Linked DNA regions of Mus musculus: all the other regions are linked to region 2. Evidence: chromatin contacts called from public promoter capture Hi-C data. All regions are on one chromosome and are shown on one strand. The core of a region is the stretch at or near the end of the contact, and the rest is flanking DNA. Distances in the headings are between cores, read along the strand shown.

The links. Promoter capture Hi-C pulls out the DNA fragments that hold promoters and counts their contacts. Capture Hi-C pulls out chosen DNA fragments and counts their contacts.
Region 1: a contact with region 2 is called in a promoter capture Hi-C map of adipose tissue. The contact joins the promoter of Cabp1 here to the promoter of Oasl2 in region 2. A contact is called at or near these places in 5 of 39 promoter capture datasets (the 3T3-L1 cell line, the HPC-7 cell line, hematopoietic stem and progenitor cells and 1 more), 2 of 115 datasets of contacts at active chromatin or transcription factors (bone marrow-derived macrophages and memory CD8 T cells) and 2 of 9 other capture datasets (adipose tissue and liver).
Region 3: a contact with region 2 is called in a promoter capture Hi-C map of hematopoietic stem and progenitor cells, with 2.5 times the contacts expected there. The contact joins the promoter of 4930401G09Rik here to the promoter of Oasl2 in region 2. A contact is called at or near these places in 2 of 39 promoter capture datasets (hematopoietic stem and progenitor cells and pre-B cells), 1 of 115 datasets of contacts at active chromatin or transcription factors (memory CD8 T cells) and 1 of 9 other capture datasets (adipose tissue).
Region 4: a promoter capture Hi-C map of pre-B cells shows a contact between it and region 2, with 2.6 times the contacts expected there. The contact joins the promoter of Coq5 here to the promoter of Oasl2 in region 2. A contact is called at or near these places in 6 of 39 promoter capture datasets (the C10 cell line, embryonic stem cells, frontonasal cranial neural crest and 3 more), 2 of 115 datasets of contacts at active chromatin or transcription factors (the 230-238 cell line and embryonic stem cells) and 2 of 9 other capture datasets (adipose tissue and pancreatic islet).

The regions. Positions count from the first base shown.
Region 1 is chr5:115,192,236-115,197,330 of GRCm38.p6, forward strand. Cabp1 (calcium binding protein 1) reads right to left here and starts at 2,146. Exons shown (of 6, transcript NM_001310712.1): 1 at 1,419-2,146. The coding sequence starts at 2,012. Gm35515 (a long non-coding RNA gene) reads left to right here and starts at 2,103. Exons shown (of 3, transcript XR_387599.4): 1 at 2,103-2,655.
Region 2 is chr5:114,895,186-114,899,876 of GRCm38.p6, forward strand. Oasl2 (2'-5' oligoadenylate synthetase-like 2) reads left to right here and starts at 1,749. Exons shown (of 6, transcript NM_011854.2): 1 at 1,749-2,677; 2 at 4,557-4,691. The coding sequence starts at 2,480.
Region 3 is chr5:115,356,845-115,361,686 of GRCm38.p6, forward strand. 4930401G09Rik (RIKEN cDNA 4930401G09 gene) reads right to left here and starts at 3,279. Exons shown (of 2, transcript NR_163911.1): 1 at 3,076-3,279; 2 at 1,856-2,288. It also overlaps a transcript of Msi1 not described here.
Region 4 is chr5:115,278,355-115,283,047 of GRCm38.p6, forward strand. It overlaps Coq5 (coenzyme Q5 methyltransferase), which reads left to right and starts at 1,348. Exons shown (of 7, transcript NM_026504.2): 1 at 1,348-1,560. The coding sequence starts at 1,359.

The sequences.
Region 1 (5,095 bases), core at 896-3,395, 300 kb after region 2:
ACCACCAATGCCCCGGGAAAGTAGGTGTTCAAGAAATGCTTAGTAACTGAGTGAATTGCAGCTCCCCACTCACAACACAGCATTTGAATGACAACCCAGTCCAGACCCACAAATCACTCCTAACACGCTTAGGCTCCTTGGAGCACACAAACCACTGCAGTGAGCATCTCCCTTGGCACGTAGCCAGGCTCTCGCCCTCTCCCTCTCTCTCGCAGGGCCCTGCGTCCAAACCTCTACTCCTGAGCACCGCTAACAGGGCTCCCTGCAGGAACAAAGCCGTGTGCCTGCTGGCCCCGTCACACCATCACAGCGGTCCCGGTGCAACCCGAATCCACGTGCAGCTGCCTTCATGACAGAGCCCCGCCTGCATTAACCACTGCAGAGTAGTATTTTGAAAAGAAGCGAGCAGTTCTGAAGCAAAAAACACACGCGGCCTCCTGATCCCCGCACAGCCAGCGGGAGCTTGAGGTGGTTATCTTTGCGATAGATCCTACCAAAGAAACACTTAGACCCCTGTGTCTGAAACTATGCCAGCCTTTTGATTGCGCCTCTGCAGAACTGACTCCCTGAGTTTGATTCAATTACAGTCTCCCAACTAGAGGAAATCTTGGCTTTGCTCAGAAGTTCACGGGTTCCTGTCTCTCCTGCGACACAATACCACAATGTAGCCTTGAGCTGTTTGTAAATGCCCCGCTGACTGGAATCCTTGCGGGCAAAGGCGTGCGAGGGACAAAAATGAGTCACCAATGACCTCTTAGTGGCCTTCCTAACCCTAAAAGGCACACCAACCCAGGCTTGGATTTTCTGGGTCTTATCCCACAATTGCCTAACTGCCATTCAGATAGCATCCCTGGAATACCATCTTCCTTGAAAACACTCTCAAGTTCTAGATGGAGCCGTAGCTCTGGACAGACCCTTCATGCCTGTCCAGACATCTCTTCTCCTCCCCATTTTTCCAATCCCCTAACTTTCCCAGACCTTTGAGGACACTCTAAGTCACGGCTAGTATAAATCATCCACAAGCAACTCGCTGTACTCCCAGGCCCTCCCCCTTTGCCGCTCAGACTCCAAGCCCTTCGCTCCTCTGGGTCGCCAGAGGCCAGAGAGAGGAGAAGGTTGGCGCCGCCTGCTCCAAGCGCTGCTCACGACCCTGGAAAATCTCCCGGAGGATTGCGGAGGTCGCTCTTGCAGGTGCGAGGCAGGCTCAGCTGAGCGGCGCCCAGGAAGAGGCCCGAAGTGTGGACAGCGCACAGGGTGCTGAATCAGACACGGGGGTGGCGGAGCGCCAGGGCCGCGGGAGGACAGGATGAGCCAAGGTGCACCCCGACTGGGCAGAGCGAGCAGAACCGGGGACGCGCCGCCGCCGTAGGGTCCCGAGCGCCGGTGCCCGGAGCGCGGGCGAGGGGCGCGGCCCTTACCTGGCCGAAGGCGGAGCTGAGCATGGGGCGCAGCCGGTGGAGGAACGGGTCCGCCTCGGGGGTGCCAGCAGGAGCCGGGTCCCCGCGACCCCGCGATCGCAGGGAGCCCCGTAGACCGAGCGCTGGCGCCAGCCCCCGTTCCTCCCCATCGCGCCCGCGGGCCGGCGGTAGCGTCTCCCGGGGCCTGCAGTGCGCCTGGGGCAGCCCACGCCGGCTCCCGCGCGCGCCCTCGTCCCGCGGCACGGGCCGGCACAGGGGCCTCCGCGAGCTGGGGTCCCCGCACGGTGGAGGCGAGCCGGGGCAGGGACCGGGCAGCCGGCGGCCACGCAGCCCGGGGTCCCGCGCAGAGCTGTGGCGGGGAGCCCGGCTGCCCCCGCTCGCCGCCGCCGCCTTGAGCAGCGACGTCTTGGACTCGCTCTTGGCAATGTGCGAGCTCATCGCGGCGGGGCCCGCGCTCGCATGGCCCGGCGGGGGTGGTGCGGGGCCCCCGGAGGGCAGAGAGCGGGGCGCCCGGCGGGAGCCAAGCCCGAGGACGCGCTGCAGGCGGGCGCCGTCCCCTGGCCGCTTAAATGCGGCCCCGTCGCCGCCGCCCATGTGACAGCGCAGCCTCTGCGCCTGGAGCCTCGAGCTCCCGGCGGCCGGCGCTGCAGATCTGGGGGGGCAGCTGGTTGTCCCCCGAGAGCCCACCCCCGGCTCTCCCGCGGCCCAGGTGCCGCCGCGCCCCGCCCCTCGCCCCGCCCAGCGCTCGGGGAGTCCCGCTTCCGGGCGCCTCTGGTGGCCAAGGGGGCGCTGCGGCACTGAATGTGAGCACGAGGGAAGGGGCTGGCTAACCTCCCCCAAGGAGACTGGCGGAGCCCCTTATCACGCCCAGAGGATCCCTCCATGCCCAGGATCGGCCGGTCGCCCCCCCCTCACCCCAAAGTCAAGCAAGGGTGCACTTTCCAGAGAGAACAACTTTGGCAATAGGACCAAAGGGGTGCAGGACGCTAGAGACTCAGCTAGGATGCAGGCACTCTGTGACACCATCCAGACAAACGCAGGAGCCAGATGACCTGGAAGGATAAAGCTAGGAGTGTATCCATGCCTCGTCCATCCACCTTCCATAGAGTACACCGGACTAGGATTGCCCCGAGCAAGTCAGCCACGGAATTTACAGTTGACACAACAGAAGAGGAGCCAGGTGGCATCTGGCTGCAGCTACCTGTCCCGGAAGTGCCTGGTGGTGGTCAAGTTCCAGGTAGGACACGTTGGCTATGCTTGTTTCTCCATCGAACCACCTCCTGCCCTTCTAGTTGTTAGAGAGAGGACTCCTGCCCTTGGTAAGCATCCAGGAAGTCACACTGTGCTGGTTTCAATCTCAAATCCCAGCTCTGCAGCTTGCCATCTGGGAAGCTTGGGCAAGTGTCATCAGCCTCCCTGAGCCGGTTTCCCCTCTTCAGTGAAATGCAAATGATTCTTCCCAAACTGATTTCGTGGCGACACAAGATTTCCTGGTGCTCAAGAAAGACTCCAGCAGGAGGGAGCTGGCACAGGGCACACACTCATTTAGCAGCTTCTCTCCAGTCTGCACCTCCTGAGGCCCCCTTGTACCAAGGTGCTTAGTAGTAGGGACGTTAAGATTTGGAGGCGAGGGCCTCCCTGTTCTCTGCCCATCCTCTGTCCCTTACAACCTGCTCACTGCTTAGCCTCATTAGGATAGATGGGCAGACTCCCAATATCACGGGGCTTCGAGGAGGACCCTCTTTTTTGCATGGTGTATTTCTACCTATGCATGTGCAAAAAAAGAAAGATCTGGACGTGGTGGCATGGGCCTGCAATTCCAGCATGTGGTAGGTGGAGGAACCAGAATTGCTATAAACTTGAGGCTTCAGAGTAAGACTCTGTTTAACTATTCTAACTCGTGTGTGTGTGTGTGTGTGTGTGTGTGTGTGTGTGTGTTTTGGGGGGGGGATCTGGGTGTGGTGGCACATGTCTGAAATCCCTTGGGAGAAGCAAACAGGAGGGTTAGAATAACGAGTTCCAGGCCAGGCTGGGCTACATGAGACCCTGTCATATAAATAAATAAAGCTGGGCAGTAACGGTGCACACCTTTAATCCCAGCACTTGGGAGGCAGAGACAGGCGGATTTCTGAGTTCCAGGACAGCCAGAGCTATACAGAGAAATTCTGTCTCAAAAAACCAAACCCAAAATAAAAGAGTGTTTGCTTTGGGCTGAAGAGATAGCTCAGCCATTAAGAGCACTGACTGCTCTTCTGAAGGTCCTGAGTTCAAATCCCAGCAACCACATGATGGCTCACAACGATCCATAACAAGATCAGATGCCCTCTCTCTTCTGGTGTGTCTGAAAACAGCTACAGTGTACTCATAATAGATAGATAGATAGATAGATAGATAGATAGATAGATAGATAGATGTAACAGGCAAGGTGTCACATGTCTTTAATTCCAGTGCTCAGAAGACAGAGGCAGGCAGACAGATCTCTATGAGGCTGTCATAGTCTACAGAGTTATAGGCCACTCATGGCTACATAGTGAGACATGTCTCAAAGCAAGCAGGCAAGCACATCAACAAACAAAGACCCAGGATGGCCAGGGAAAGCAATTGCACAGAACAAAAATGATCAAGGAAATGAACCAGCATTTGGGGGATTAAAGACAATGTACACGCAACATAAACCTCAGGAGATGAAGACCTGAGCGGAATCCCTCAGGAGCCGATAAGCAGCAAGGGCTGACTGTAAATCCCGGCTGTGCCTGCCGCTCACCAACCTTCCTGAAGCCTACACACCCCTGAGACAAACCTCTGTCTGCCCGGCCGCCCATTTTGGAAACCCAAAGAAGCTGGTTATCTTGCACACAGTTAGTTATTAACGCAAATGAAATAAATCAGAATTACGCTCACAGGCTAAATGGATGAGACATCTGTATTCACATCCCTGATAATCCTGCGTGTGGGCTGGAATTCCTTTTCATTTGTAACTTTTGTATCCAATACATATGCATGCCACCAGGTGTTGTGCCTTGCATCTGCTGTACAAAGATGTGCCCATTCATTCAATAAATAGTTGTTTGTTCGTTAAGCTGTGCAAGGGTTTGAACTTGGGCCTAGCATATTCTGGGCAACCACTCTGCCAGTGCACTATGCCCCAGACCAGACAGTGCCACTGGGCAGCTATTAGAGGAATTATCTTTGCATATGAAGCAAAAGAATGAGTTATGTCTCCATCTGGGAAAAGATGGATCTGACAGAGCAGAGAGATTCAAATATCTAGAGGAGAAGAGAGCTTGCTGTGTTCAAGAGGCCACCAGACAAGGAGGGCTACAGCGAGCTTGGAGGTGGGGGAAGGGAAGGCAGGGGACAGATACTTAAAGACCTTGAGTCACAGGATTGTTCATAACTATACAGCTCCATCACGGTGGGCGCGAGGGTGCAAATACGGCAGCAGGCAGGCAGGTGTTGCCCCAAAGTACAGGTGAGAGGTGATGAGGTTGGGACTGGGGTGACAGTTGGTGGAGGTATCCGGAAGGGGTGAGATTCATGAGATGTTTCAAGAATGAATGGTAGCCAGGCGTGGTGTCGCAAGCCTTTAATCCCAGCACTTGGGAGGCAGAGGCAGGTGAATTTCTGAGTTCGAGGCCAGCCTGGTCTACAAAGTGAGTTCCAGGACAGCCAGGGCT
Region 2 (4,691 bases), core at 499-2,998:
TTGGCTTTTCAAGACAGGGTTTCTCTGTGTAGCCCCGGCTGTCCTGGAACTCACTTTGTAGACCAGGCTGGCCTCGAACTCAGAAATCCTCCTGCCTCTGCCTCCCAAGTGCTGGGATTAAAGGCGTGCGCCACCACGCCCGGCCCTCACATTTTTAAAAGAGAAATAAACCTTTAAAAAAAATTGTAATGGAAATCAGAAAAGGGAGATGTACTCAGTGTGGCGACCTTGTTAAGGACCAAGAGATCAAGCAGACCTAGACCCCTCCCCCCAAAGGCCATCTCTGGGGTCCTGAGGTGAGATTAAAGTCTGAATAACAGACAGCATCCCCTTCAAGCTGTGGTCCCGGTTCACCATCGACCCCCTCCTTGCCTGGGCTTCGTCTTATCCTGAAGGCACTCTGACAAGATGTTAGACTTGTGTGAAATCTGTTTTTAGGAGACAAGATTTCCCTCTGGCTGCCCCCCTTTCCTCTCCCAGCATGAGATTTTTGGGGAAATTACCATTTCTTTGGGACCCATCATTTCAATTATAGTAGTCTGATGGGTTAAGAGACACAAAGTATATGTTTAGACTATCTTCAGTTTCCACCAGACTACTTACAACGTCATCTGACACCTGAGGCATGGCACCCGGGACCCACAAGCACAGGACTCCTTCCTCAATGTTTCTGGGGCTCTGTTTCAACTCAGTGACCCCTTGTTGACATGGTCTCCTTGACCCCAATGGCCATCCACCTTTACACAGGTGGACAGGAGAGTTAACACGTTACTTGGTTATTTTGTAAGCAAGCTTACTAGTAAATCCTTACTAGCATCTGTGTCAAGCAAGCACCTCAAACCTCAATCCAAGCTTCCTTCTTCTGAGAAGAGAGAATCTCAACTGAGAAAATACTTCCATAAAACTGGCCTTTAGCCGGGCAGTGGTGGCGCACACCTTTGATCCCAGCACTTGGGAGGCAGAGGCAGGCAGATTTCTAAGTTCGAGGCCAGCCTGGTCTACAGAGTGAGTTCCAGGACAGCCAGGGCTACATAGAGAAACCCTGTCTCGGGAAAAACAAAACAAAACAAAACAAAACAAAAACTGGCCTTTAGGCAAGCCTGTGAGGCATTTGCTAAATTAGTGATTGATGGGGGAGGGTCCCGCCCCCTTCCCCCCCCCCCCCCCCCCCCGTCCATTCTGGGTCATGCCAACCCTGGGGGGGCAGTCCTGGGGTGTATGAAAAAGCAGACTGAGCAAGCCATAAGGAGCAAACCAATAAGCAGCACACACTCATCCACCGCCTCTGTTCTTGAGTTCCTGCCCTGACTTCCCTGCATGGTAGGCAATCTCGAAGATGCCACAAAAAAAACCTTTCCTCCGCTGGGCGGTGGTGGCACACGCCTTTGATCCCAGCACTTGAGAGGCAGAGGCAGGTGGATTTCTGAGTTCCAGGCCAGCCTGATCTAGAGAGTGAGTTCCAGGACAGCCAGGGTTACACAGAGAAACCCTGTCTCAAAAAACAAAAACAAAACCAAACCAAAACAAACAAACAAACAAAATTCTTCCCCAGGACATGGTATTTATAGCAGAGATAGGAACCCTAACCAAGACAGGATATATAGATGTGTTTCCTGGGTAGTGTGATATGAAAGTTACTATTTGTGGTGACTGTGGCAAAAGTTGCCTTTTAGGCATGAAAAAAAAAAAAAAGCTTAGTCAGGAACCTAATCCTACACCCAAGGCTGCACCTGATAACCAGAACACGTCACTCACTGAAGATAACTAGACAGAAAACATCGTGAGACTACCTCACGCTGTCCATTGACCAGGAGCAATCCTTTGTGCCTCACATCTTTGGGACTGCGGTAGGCATCAGAGAAATGTCACCTCGATGGGCCCTGCAGCTGGAGAGTCTGACCCTGGATATGGCCTTCAGCTAAGACACCTGCACAGATGATGAGCAGCCTCGGGGAGACTAGCTGAGGTCGGTAGTTAGGAATGTGGAGTGTGGATGTTGTGACCCTCAGCATAAGCAGGAATAACCTAGCCTAACCCTATCGCTCGAGACGCCACTAGTAACGGAGACACTATGCGTGATTAAGAATGAAATAAATGCATTTGCCACTGCCAGATCACCAGGCAGATGAGATTATGTGGCCAAATCGCTGCCACTGAAACTGCTGAATCTTACTCTGTTGTGGTAAACAACATCCTGTGCTCACAACAGAGCCGGTGGGGAGACTGCATCCTTAACTCCTGTTCCCTTCTGCCTTGAAGAAGGTAAACTGGATCTCCCTGCAGTTTCACTTTCAATTCTTGTCAAAGCTTGGTTTCTGTTTCCAGTTTCTCCAAGGAGGGAGGGGCAGAGCGCTTTTCTTCTTTCCATGCAACTCTCCATCCCATTGTCTCCTCCAGAGAACGCTGCAGGAAGCTTCTCCCATCAGAGCTGAGCAGAAGCTCAGAGGATTTATCTAGAGGACAGGCTGGCCCAGCTGAAATGGACCCGTTCCCCGACCTGTATGCGACCCCTGGGGACAGTCTAGACCACTTCCTGGAACACAGCCTTCAGCCCCAGAGGGACTGGAAAGAGGAAGGGCAGGATGCCTGGGAGAGAATCGAGAGGTTCTTTCGGGAACAGTGCTTCCGTGATGAGCTGCTCCTGGACCAAGAAGTCAGGGTGATTAAGGTGGTGAAGGTAAGCACACAGGGTTCTGAGTTTAAAGCTCACCTCTGCCCTGTGGGGCTTGTGAACTTGAGAGGTGGGCCATTTCACCCCCTCTGAGTCTGTGTCCTCTTCTTAAGATGGGTTTAGTAGAAGCAGTAAATGGGATAAAGCATAGAAAATTTCTGTGCATTTAAAATTAGCCTTGCAATGCTGAAGGACAGAGGTGGTAATGATAATTTGGGATTCTGGTTCCTGAATGGACCATAGTCACCGGTTTCCATAAAATGTGTGCCTTTGCTTCCTGTCTAAGAAATAATACTTGGCCAGGCGTGTGTGGTCCTGCATGCTTTTAATCCCATCACTCAAGAGGTAGAGGCAGGCAGATTTCTGAGTTCGAGGCCAGCCTGATATAGAGTGAGTTCCAGGGCAGCCAGGGCTGCATAGAGAAACCCTGTCTGGAGAAAGGGAAGGGAAGGGAAAAAGGGAAAGGAGGAAAAGGGAAAGGGGGAAAGGATAGGAAAGAAAAAAAAAAAGACTACTACTTTACTTCTAAGTGAAGGAAACCTATTGTTCTCTAAGTTAGTAGTATTGGTCATGTTAGAAATTACCTAGCAAGACTACTTGGTAAACCATTGGGATTCTAAGGGCTGCCTGTGTAAGTAATTCTACGGCTAGCTGTTTCTCCCAGAAAAACACAAACTTACAGCCCACCCCCTCCAATCAAGACCATTTGGATCAGAGCTCTGGGTGTTGTTTATTCTGCTAAAATGAATGACAACTTAAGTGGTTTTTTTTTTTTTGTTTTTTTTGTTTTTGTTTTTCGAGACAGGGTTTCTCTGTATAGTCTTGGCTGTCCTGGAACTCACTTTGTAGACCAGGCTGGCCTCGAACTCAGAAATCCGCCTGTCTCTGCCTCCCAAGTGCTGGGATTAAAGGCATGCGCCACCACCACCCGGCATGACAACTTAAGTTAACTTGAGTAAGTCAACTTTACCTGGGAACTCTGAGCCATGGTAGCAGAGGTTAAGACGGGAGAGAAAGAGCTTTTGATGAAGAAAAATCTCAACAAACCTTCAAAACCAGAGATCAGGGAGGGTTCTTAGCCAAAAAGCTTTGAAGACAGAAATGGAAACTCCCACAGCTGCTGCAAAAGGATACATCGTATCCCATTTGTGTTCTGGTTCCTGCAAATTTCTGCCTGACCTAGGTCGATTGCTTGTAGCAGCCTCTTGGCTTCTGGGACTTGAAAGAAACAAACAACAAAAAAAGGAAGTCCAGAGCTGGGTGTGGTAGCGTTCACCTGTAACCCCAGCAGTCGGGAGGTTGAGGCAGGAGGATTACCAGTTTAAGACTGTTAAACCTGTTCTTATAGCAAGTTCCAGGCCAGCCGTGACTGCATCAGTGAGGCACTGTCGAGGGGTCAAGAGGAGGAGCTGAGGTTTAGACTCTCTCATCTTCTTTGGTTTTACCTTTTTTTTTTTTTAAACTAGCAGAAAAAGGATTTTGTTTCATTATAGCATTTTTCAAGTAGCAATTTGTTTTGGGCTAGGGATGTAGTTCTGAGGTTGGTATGTTTTGTGCCTAGAATGGTGGCTACCTGTAACTTAACTCCAGAGGCGCTCCCTTCCACCTCTCTTCTGGCTTCTGAGGATAGACACCAGGCACACCTATGGTGTATGTGTACATGCCGACAAAGCAGCCATACACATAAAGTGTTGCCCTTGTTGAGATTTCAGAACATTTGGGTCTCTCAGTTTTGGATCAGGGATGCTCAGCCCATAACGCCCACAGCACAGGTCTCTCTTAAAGGACTGTACAGAGAACTTACCATGAATGGGTCTGGCTTAACTCTCAACTTCAAAGCATCAAATCTCAGGAGAGGTAAATCTGCCATTGTCACCTTCCACAGGGAGGCTCCTCGGGAAAGGGGACAACGCTGAACCACAGATCTGACCAAGACATGATTCTGTTCTTAAGCTGCTTTTCCAGTTTCGAAGAGCAGGCGAGAAACCGGGAGGTCGTCATCAGCTTCATTAAGAAGAGG
Region 3 (4,842 bases), core at 2,029-4,528, 460 kb after region 2:
AGAAAGAAAGAAAGGAAGGAAGGAAGGAAGGAAGGAAACAGGGTGTGGTAGTGAGTGCCTTTACCTGTAACAGAGGCAGGCTCTGAGTTTGAGGCTAGCCTGGTCTACTTAACGAGTTCTGGGACAACCAGGGCTACAAAGTGAGACCCTGTCTTGCTTGGCTATTTTTCCTTCCCTGTCTAGATCATTAAGCTTGTCCACTCCTGACTTCCCTCAGGCTGCTCTGGAAGGTTTCCTGATACTCCATACCTCACCTCTATCTGCCCTTTCCAGCCAGTCCCCAGCTCCCCACCTCCAACAGGAAGCCTCTCCGGATTAATTCCTACCCTCCCTCTGGCTTCTGGTCCTCCAGTGATGTCAAAGTTCTCTGCGCTCCTGAGTTCCCGGGGGGGGGGGTGGGGGGGTGGGGGGGTGGGGGGTGGGGGGGGTGGGGGGTGGGGGGGTGGGGGCGCTGGCACAGAGCAGAGCGGAGCACACAGGGATGAAAGTTCTGAGATGGAATTGGATTTAGATCCTGGTTCTGCTACTTTTGTTGAATAAATCATTTATCTGGGCCTTAGTGTTCTCAGGACTGAATGTGGTTTATGTGAAACACTTAGTATCTTGCTCCGTAAATGACAGCAATTATTTTTGTTGTTGTTGTTGTTTTGTTTTGTTTTGTTTTTCGAGGCAGGGTTTCTCTGTATAGCCCTGGCTGTCCTGGAACTCACTTTGTAGACCAGGCTGGCCTCGAACTCAGAAATCCGCCTGCCTCTGCCTCCGGAGTGCTGGGATTAAAGGCGTGCGCCACCATGCCTGGCTACAGCAGTTATTTTTAATTTTCTTTGTCTTGTTTGTATGTTTGTTTGGTTGGTTGGTTCGTTTTTGAGACAGAGCCTCACTGTGTAGCTCTGGCTATCCTGGAACTTGATATGTAGACCAGGCTGAGATGCAATCCCTCTTGCTTCCCCAGTGCTAGGATTAGATGTTGTGCCACAGGCTGGCTTCTGACTGAGCTAGTATTGATCATCCGCAGTTTCATTCAGTGAAAAAACGAGGCAGGTCCGGGATGTGGCTCAGCAGGTTGAGTGTTTGTTGGTCATGTAGGAAGCACTGATTTTGGCCCCCAAGTCCCTACTATACCTGGGCATCAAGGTGAACAGCAGCAACCCCAGCACTCCAGGAGTTAGGATGGTCCGAAAGGCAAGGTCATCCCGTGCTACACGGCTAGTCTCATCTACATGAGATCTTGTCTCAGAAAGAAAACAAAATCGAATCTGCTGGGCAGTGGTGACACATGCCTTTATTCCCAGCACTCCGGAGGCAGAGGCAGGCGGATTTCTGAGTTCGAGGCCAGCCTGGTCTACAGAGTAAGTTCCAGGACAGCCAGGGCTATACAGAGAAATCCTATCTCGAAAAAAAACACACACACAAAGAAAATCGAATCTAAGGCATGTGAGGATGTGTTTTGCAGTGCTGTGGTGCTGCTCACTGGTGGAGATCACTTTCTGCTCTGGCAGAGGATAATAAAGGGCCCAGAACCCAGATAGTGGGTCAGAACTTTACATAATTCCAGTTCCAGGGAATCCAACACGCTCTTCTGGTCCCCACGGGCACCAGAAATGCACATGGTACATGTAGGCAAAACACTCATATACATAAAATTAATAATGATGTAAAAAATATGGTCACCGGGCAGTGGTGGCACACACCTATAATTCCAGCACTTGGAAGGCAGAGGCTGGTGGATTTTTGAGTTCAAGGCCAGCCTGGTCTACAGAGTGAGTTCCAGGACAGCCAAGGCTACACAGAGAAACCCTGTCTCGAAAAAAAAAAAAAAAAAAAAAAAAGTCTATGAAAATACATTAAATGAGTCCCTACCACATTGTATTTAAACATTTTTTAGACGGAAAGGCTGCCTACAGTTTGTGTAGCTGCTATGCACATGTTTGAGGAAAGCTATATCTGGGCTTTTTTTCTTTTTAAACATTTGGCTATGAATGTATACTATTTGTGTTGTTTTAAAAAATCCTCCCATCCAAAAAAAAAAAAGATCCAAGGCTGTTCAGCTGCTACCGGGATTTCTGTCGCTCTTGTCAGTTCCATAGACTGTAAGTCACATGAGGACAAGAACCCTTTGGGCAGAGTTAAATCAGTCAAAGGACTGGGTAGGGGGTGGGTGTCCAGCACCTGCAGTACCGCTCGCTCCCAGTGGGTGGCAGGCTCCTCCTAGGCGGGCGCCGCCCAAAAGCCTGGGCCAGGGAAGTCCTGCCTTCGACCTTCAACGTGGCTGGTCTCCTCTCAGGTTCCTGGAAGGAGATGGAGGGAGGTGAAACCTGAGAAAGGAATACAGGGAGAGAGGTCGGCTCAACCCCGGGGGCTCTTTCTTCCGGCCTTCTTCTGAGGCTTCTCATCTTCCTCACATTGGTACAAGAAATCTTCAAGGTAGGCATGGTGGTGCTCCCCCCACCCCCACCCCCATTATCCCAGCACCAGGGAAACTAAGGCAGGAGAATGAAGAATTCCAGGCCAAAACACATGCCTTTCATCCCAGAACTGGGGAGGCAGAGACAGGAGAATCTCTGTCAGTTTGAAGCCAGCAGGGTCTGTCACTATGTATAGTGAATCCCTGGGTGCGTGAGGGATGGGAGTCTTCAGTTATTCTAGTCAGGCCTGTTATTCCAACGACTCTATATTCTGGAACAAAAAGATCACAAGTTCAAGGCCAGCTCCAGGCTGTAGATTGAGTGCCAGGCTAGTGTGGGCAACTTGGTAAGATCTGTCTCAAAACAGGAAATAAACGCTAGGCATGTACTTTTAAACGCAGCAATAGAAGACAGAGGCAGAAAGGACATTGCAAACTCAGGGCCAGCTGGGGCTTCGTGGTAAGAACCCGTATCAAAAACAAGACATGGACAAATTACGATTAAGAAGGCTGGGGATGTAGCTCAGCAGTCTGGCAATTGCCTAGCATGCCTGAGGCCCTGGGTTCAATCTCCAGCACCGCAAAAAAAAAAATTTTTAAGTAACAATCAAACAAATAAATAAGTTAGAAAAGAAAAGGAGAAAGGAATTGGGACAAAGCAAAGTGCTTACCTAACTGCACAAGGCCTGCGCTCTGTCTGTCCCTAGCACTGTGATAAAAACAGCTGTGGTAATAAATGCCTGTTATCCCAATATTCAGGAGGCGGGGGCAGGAGAATCAGGGGCTCAAGGTCATTACGTAGCAAAACCAAGGCCAGCCTGGGCTACAGGAGATCCAGTCAGAGAGCTCTGAGAATCCTCATTTCCTGTAGGAGTGGGAGTAGATAAGAAATACGAAGAAAAGTCCCATCCCTCCCCCAGGAACTGGGCACAGAGCAGAAGGCAGGAACCTTTCCTGAAAATCTGCATAACTCAGAACTCACCTGACAGTTGATTTACTGCCCTGCTTGGTATTCCCTTTGATCTTCAGGTGGTGGTGAGTTGTCTGAAGTGGGGGGCAGGGACACACACACACACACACACACACACACACACACACACACTCACTCACTCGGGTTCTCTAACAGAGCTGCAGGCCCTGAGCCACCTCCTCAGCTTTTGGTTTGTTTGCTGCTTCATTGGTTGGTTGGTTGTTCTTTTCTTTTTAATGACTTCTTTGTTTTTATTTCGCGGGAACTGGTGTTCTGCCTAAGTGTGTGTCTGTGTGAGGGCGTTGGATGCTGTGGAGTTGCAGGCAGTTGTGAGCTGCGATGCGGGTGCTGGGGATTGAACCCTGGTCCTTTGGAAGAACAGCCAGGGCTCTAACCACTGAGCAGTCGCCCCAGCCCTGTTTGTTTTTAAGTAAGGGTCTCACTATATAGCTCAGGCTGGCCTTAAATTCCCACCCTTTTGCCCTAGCCTCCTGAGTCTCTCCCTCCTCCTCCTCCTCTTCCTCCTCCTCTTCCTCTTCCTCCTCTTCCACCTAGTTTTTTTCCTAACTTTTATTTACCATCTCTGGTAAGAAATCGAGAGAGCAAGAGAGTGAGAGAGCAAGCAAGAGAGTTCAGTAGTCAGTGCAAGCGGAGATCAGAGGACAGCTTTCAGGAGTTGGTTGTCTCTCGCACCACGTGGGTCTTAGGGAACTGAACTAAGATTTTTAGGCTTCATGTTTTTGTTGTTTTTGTTTTTTGGTTTTTTTTTTGTTTTTTCTTTCTTTTTTTTTTTTTTTTTTTTTTTGGTTTTTTGATACAGGGTTTCTCTGTATAGCCCTGGCTGTCCTGGAGCTCACTTTGTAGACCAGGCTGGCCTTGAACTCAGAAATCCGCCTGCCTCTGCCTCCGGAGTGCTGGGATTAAAGGCGTGCGCCACCACGCCCGGCTTAGGCTTCATGTTTAGTGCCTTAATCAATGACTCACCTCTCACCTCACCCCTCTGTCTTCTTTAATAACCGCAGGTCAGGGATCTGGGCAGTAGCTCAGCTAATAAAGTGCTTGCCTTACAAGCATTCAGACCCCAGGTTCAATTCCTAGAACCCATGTGGAGAAAATTAAAATAAAATAATATAATATAATAAAAAAAGAAAGAGAAGGAGGAAAAGTGAAAATCCCAGCACTTGGGAAATGAGACCAGAGGACTCCTAGGGCTCGACAGCCACTGTAGCCTAGTTGGTGAGGTTCGTGAGATTCAGGCCTGCCAAAGAAAAAGCTCCAGTCTTTAAAGAACAATACCCAAGGTTATTCTCAGGCTTCTACCTACACGCGCGCACATATACACACACGCCTGTGCACCTGCACACACACATCTGTGTAATCCCTCCACCTGTTCACCTGCATATACCTGTGCATCCTCACACACCCGCACATGCACACTAATTGTAGATAAGACAGTATATAGTTAAAA
Region 4 (4,693 bases), core at 98-2,597, 380 kb after region 2:
AGTTGTAAGCCTGAGGATGTGAGTTCAATTCCCAGGGCCATGGAGAACTGACCCCTGAAAGTCATCTCCTGACCTCCACACATGGATCTTGGCATGTGCACGCCTACGTGTGAGAACACGCGTGCATGCACACACACACATCAAAAAGACACAATTTATTTAATTATTATTTATTTATTTTAAAATTAAATATACTACCAGTTGGTGGTGGCACACACCTTTGATCCCAGCAGTTGGGAGGCAGAGGCAGGCAGATTTCTGAGTTCCAGGTCAGCCTGGCCTACAGAGCAAGTTCCAGGACAGCCAAGGCTACACAGAGAAACCCTGTCTCATAAAACAAACAAACCAAAATTAAATACATTTAAAAGGCACTCGGGTAGAGTTTAGTGTCACAGCACTGTTCAAGTGTGCACTAGAACCTGCACACCATTCCAGATGCCACTAAAACGATGTGGGAGGAGTTCAGGCTTGTGCTGTCTGACTTAACCAGGCATGTTATGAGTTCAAGTACACTCTGGACTAGGTAAACTAGTTCCAGCTTTAAAAAATATATATATTCACATGAGGCACACACAGGGGGGTTGACTCATCAGTTATAATGCTTGTCACCAGCACCCAAATCCTTATGCTCATTCACCTAAAACTACAGTTTTAAGATATCTGACATCTCTGGGTTCCACAGGCAGCTGCACTCACGTTCACATACATCCACAGACACACAAGTGTATATACTTTACTTTAGATGTATGTTTGTATGTGTACATATATGTATACACACACATATGTATACACACACATATACATACATACACATATATGTATGTGTGTATATACATATACATATATACACATATATGTATGTGTGTATATACATATACATATATACACATATATGTGTATACATATATATATATTTTTTTTTCAAATCATGTAATTTTGATCTTTAACTTACAACATGCCTCAATTTCACCCAGTTCCTGCACCAGAAAACAAAAGTTGCAGGGCATGAGGGAGCACACTCCAGCACTTGGGTGGATTTCTGCGAGTTCCGGGCCAGCCTGGTCTATTCAGTTGTCTTTTCCATAGTAGTCTTTAGTCCTAGCTAACAGGATGGAAATATGGCCGCTGAAATATAATTAGGGCCTCTGTCTGAATTCTGCTTATTCCTGCTAAACTCTAGATTCAGTCAGGGAACACAGGAAAGGCTTTCAGGTTTCCAAATCCTAAACCAGGAGGACTCCTTAAAAAAACAGGCGTTTGGGGGTGCGTTCCACTAATGTGTCTCCTGTCGGCCGCCGTCACCCGGCTGGTGACGCAACCCGACGTTCTCCCCGCCCCGCGGTCGCCGGGGTGTCACGATGGCGGCGCCCAGGTGCTGCGTTCTATGGCGCGTCTGCGGCCGCGGGTGGTGGCGAGCCACGGGACACTGCAGGCTCCCCGGGTGTCATAGATCCTGGCCATGGGCCACGCTGGGAACGCGGTCCTTGTCCCAGGAGAAGCGAGCCGCGGAAACGCACTTCGGGTTTGAGACCGTGTCGGAAGGGGAGAAAGGAAGCAAAGGTGACAGAGGGCGCGAGGGTGGATGGAGGGACCTGTCGGGCTCCTGTTCGGGTTCCTTTTCTCACTGAGGGTTGATTGGATGCCCTGTCGGCCCCGGAGCTGTGTTCCTTACTGTCCTGACTTCCCAGACCCAGCTTCCCTTTCGGGGACTCATTTGCTGTCACTGCCACTGCAGCCATTTGAGACGCTGCCCCCGGCGACGCGCCCCCTTTTGTCAGGGTCTCTCTGTGTCACCTTGACTGCCCTGGAGCTGTCCAGGATGGCCTCGAACTCACAGAGATGCACCTGCCTGTGCCTCTGCCTCTGGAGCGCTGCCATTAAAGGCTGTGCGCCACCAAACCCGGCTTTTCCCTCTTTGAAGCACAGCATGACCCTTTACGCTCGTCAACTGCGAGATTGTCCTATACGTATGCCAGGTGCCGTGTACAGATTTTCCCCCCACCCATTTCTCACTTCAGTTTCCCACTAGTGACTGTTGTTACTACTTTTCTGAGGGAATATAGGGTTAAGGTTAAGCTTGCACTATTTAAAATGGTAGCCAGGAGCTGGGACTGTGGCACAATTGGTCGAGTGCTGCTGGCCTGTCACTTCCTGCGGCTCAGTTTCATCCCCAGCACCTCATAATTTGTGTGGTGGTGTAAACTGTGTTCCCAGCACTTGGCAGGTGTGTGGGGGAAGGTTACAAGTACAAGGTAATTCTCTTACTGTACTGTGAATTTGAAGCCAGCCTCAGACAGAGAGATACTGCCTCCACAAAGATAAGTATAAACTTGTAAGTTAGAAGAGTAACTACTTGTCTAACACAGAATTTACATCCTTATTTTCTTACTAAAGAAAGACACTAAAAAAAGAAAAAAAAAAAAAAAAAAAAAGCCGAGCACTTGGGAGGCAGAGGCAGGCGGATTTCTGAGTTTGAAGCCAGCCTGGTCTACAAAGTGAGTTCCAGGACAGCCAGAGCTACACGAGAAACCCTGTCTCAAAAAACCAAAACCAAACCAAAAAAAAAAAAAAAAAGACGCTATCCCCTCCTTTTAAAAACACACGCTCACACATAGTTCAGGGCCATCCTTGCCTACATAGAGAGTTCCAGGACAATCAGAGTTACACTATGAAACCCTGTCTCCAAGAAAAATAAAACATCAGAACTGTCTGACACATACAGTGCCATGCATTCAGGAGGCCTGGGGTAGGATCACAAGTTCAAAACCTTTCCTAAAAAACAAAACCAAAAAACAACAAACAAACTAAACAACGAAAACAACTGCTTAGCAGCTACAAGCACTTCAGTCCTAGCATTCACATGATTGTTCACAATTGTCTATAACAGCAAGACGTTTGACTCCTTTAGGGTAGAGTCACTCTTGCACAGGGATCGCCTAAGACCATCAGAAAATCCAGTTATTTACATTATGACTCACAACAGCAGCAAAACTACTGTTATGTACTTATGAATTAGCAATGAAAATAATTTTGTGATTGTGGGTCCCCACAACATGAAGAACTGAACTAAAGGGTCAGCATTTAGAGGTTGAGAACCACAGACTGTAACCTGTTCCAAGGAATCCGAAGGCCTCTTCTGGCCTCCATGGGCACACATGTGGCACCCAGACATACATGCAGGCAAATACTCAACACGCATAAAATAAAAATTAATATATTTTTAAAAGTCCAACAGATGGGATTTCACTAACATTTTTACAGTTCTTAATTTTGGTTTAAAATTTTAAATCCTAAGAAAAATTACAGTTTTGAGGGGAATCATATTGTTTTATTTTTGTTTTAAAATGTAACAGGAGTGATGTGAACACTTTTTCCCTCATTATGGAGCTTAGGGTAGTGATCAAGCATGCTTCCTGTGGCTTGGCAGATTCACCCCTTTCTAAGCTTTCATTTCGAGTGTGGAGAGGTAGCCTGGTCAGCTTCTAGCCTCGTTGCTTTCAACATCAGGAAATACCTTCAAGAACCTCTTGAATGGAAATTGGAAAAAAATTCTATTCTATTTGTATGTTGTGTGTGTGTGTGTGTGTGTGAGTGTGTGTGTATGTTGTGTGTGTGTGTGTGTGAGTGTGTGTATGTTGTGTGTGTGTGTGAGTGTGTGTGTATGTTGTGTGTGTGTATGTGAGTGTGTATATGTTGTGTGAGTGTGTGTGTGTGAGTGTGTGTATGTTGTGTGAGTGTGTGTGTGGGTGTGTGGGTGTGAGTGTGTGTGTATGTTGTGTGTGTGTGGGTGTGTGTATGTTGTGTGAGTGTGTGTGTGTGTGTGAGTGTGTGTATGCTGTGTGAGTGTGTGTGAGTGTGTGTGTGTGTGTCTGAGGGCTCTGTGAGAGCAGAAGACTACTCGCAGGTGTCAGTTTTCTCCTTTGCCATGTGAGTCCTGTTCCCCCAAACTCACATCTTCAGGCTTGAAGTGCTCTACCCACTGAGCCATTTCTCTGTCCCTATGAGTTTTATTTCCTGCCACTTCTTCCTCTGAAACACCTTGAACCCGACTGGCACAACCCTTCTGCCTCCCCTAGGTCAGAGAGTTCACCCTCACTCACAGGACTCCTCTGCTGCGTCCCCCTCTTCCGCATGCCACCGCACTGGCAGGGGTCAGTGCTCTTTGTGGCTGTTCTCATTTGCTGGGCTCTTATTCGCCGCAGTGCTGGGGATTAAGTCCCGGGCTTCCTCATCCAGTCATGATCTATGCCCTCATTCCCTTGCTCTCTCCCTTCTTGTTGCTCAGTTTCCTCTTTCAGTTCTTTAGTATGCAACCTGGGTTTAGAAGTATTGTGCTGTGGCCTGAGTATAAACTGTCTATAAAGCAGATGACGTAACTGGTCACTGGTTAGTACACACCCCTATGCTTTCCTTTCTGTTTTCTTTTTTTTTTTCTTGACAGGGTTTCTCTGTGTAGCCTTGGCTGTCCTGGGACTCACTCTGTTGTCCAGACTGGCTTCTTACTCAGAGAGCTCCCCCTGCCTCTGCCTACACCATCGTCCCAGTCCTCCTCTTTTCTTTTCCTTTTTCTTTCTTTTTTTTTTTTTTTTTTTCTTTTTTAGTTTTGTTGAGACAGGGTTTCTCTGTGTAGCCCTGGCTGTCCTGGAACTCACTCTGTAGACCAGGCTGGCCTCAAAATCAGAAATCCTCCTGC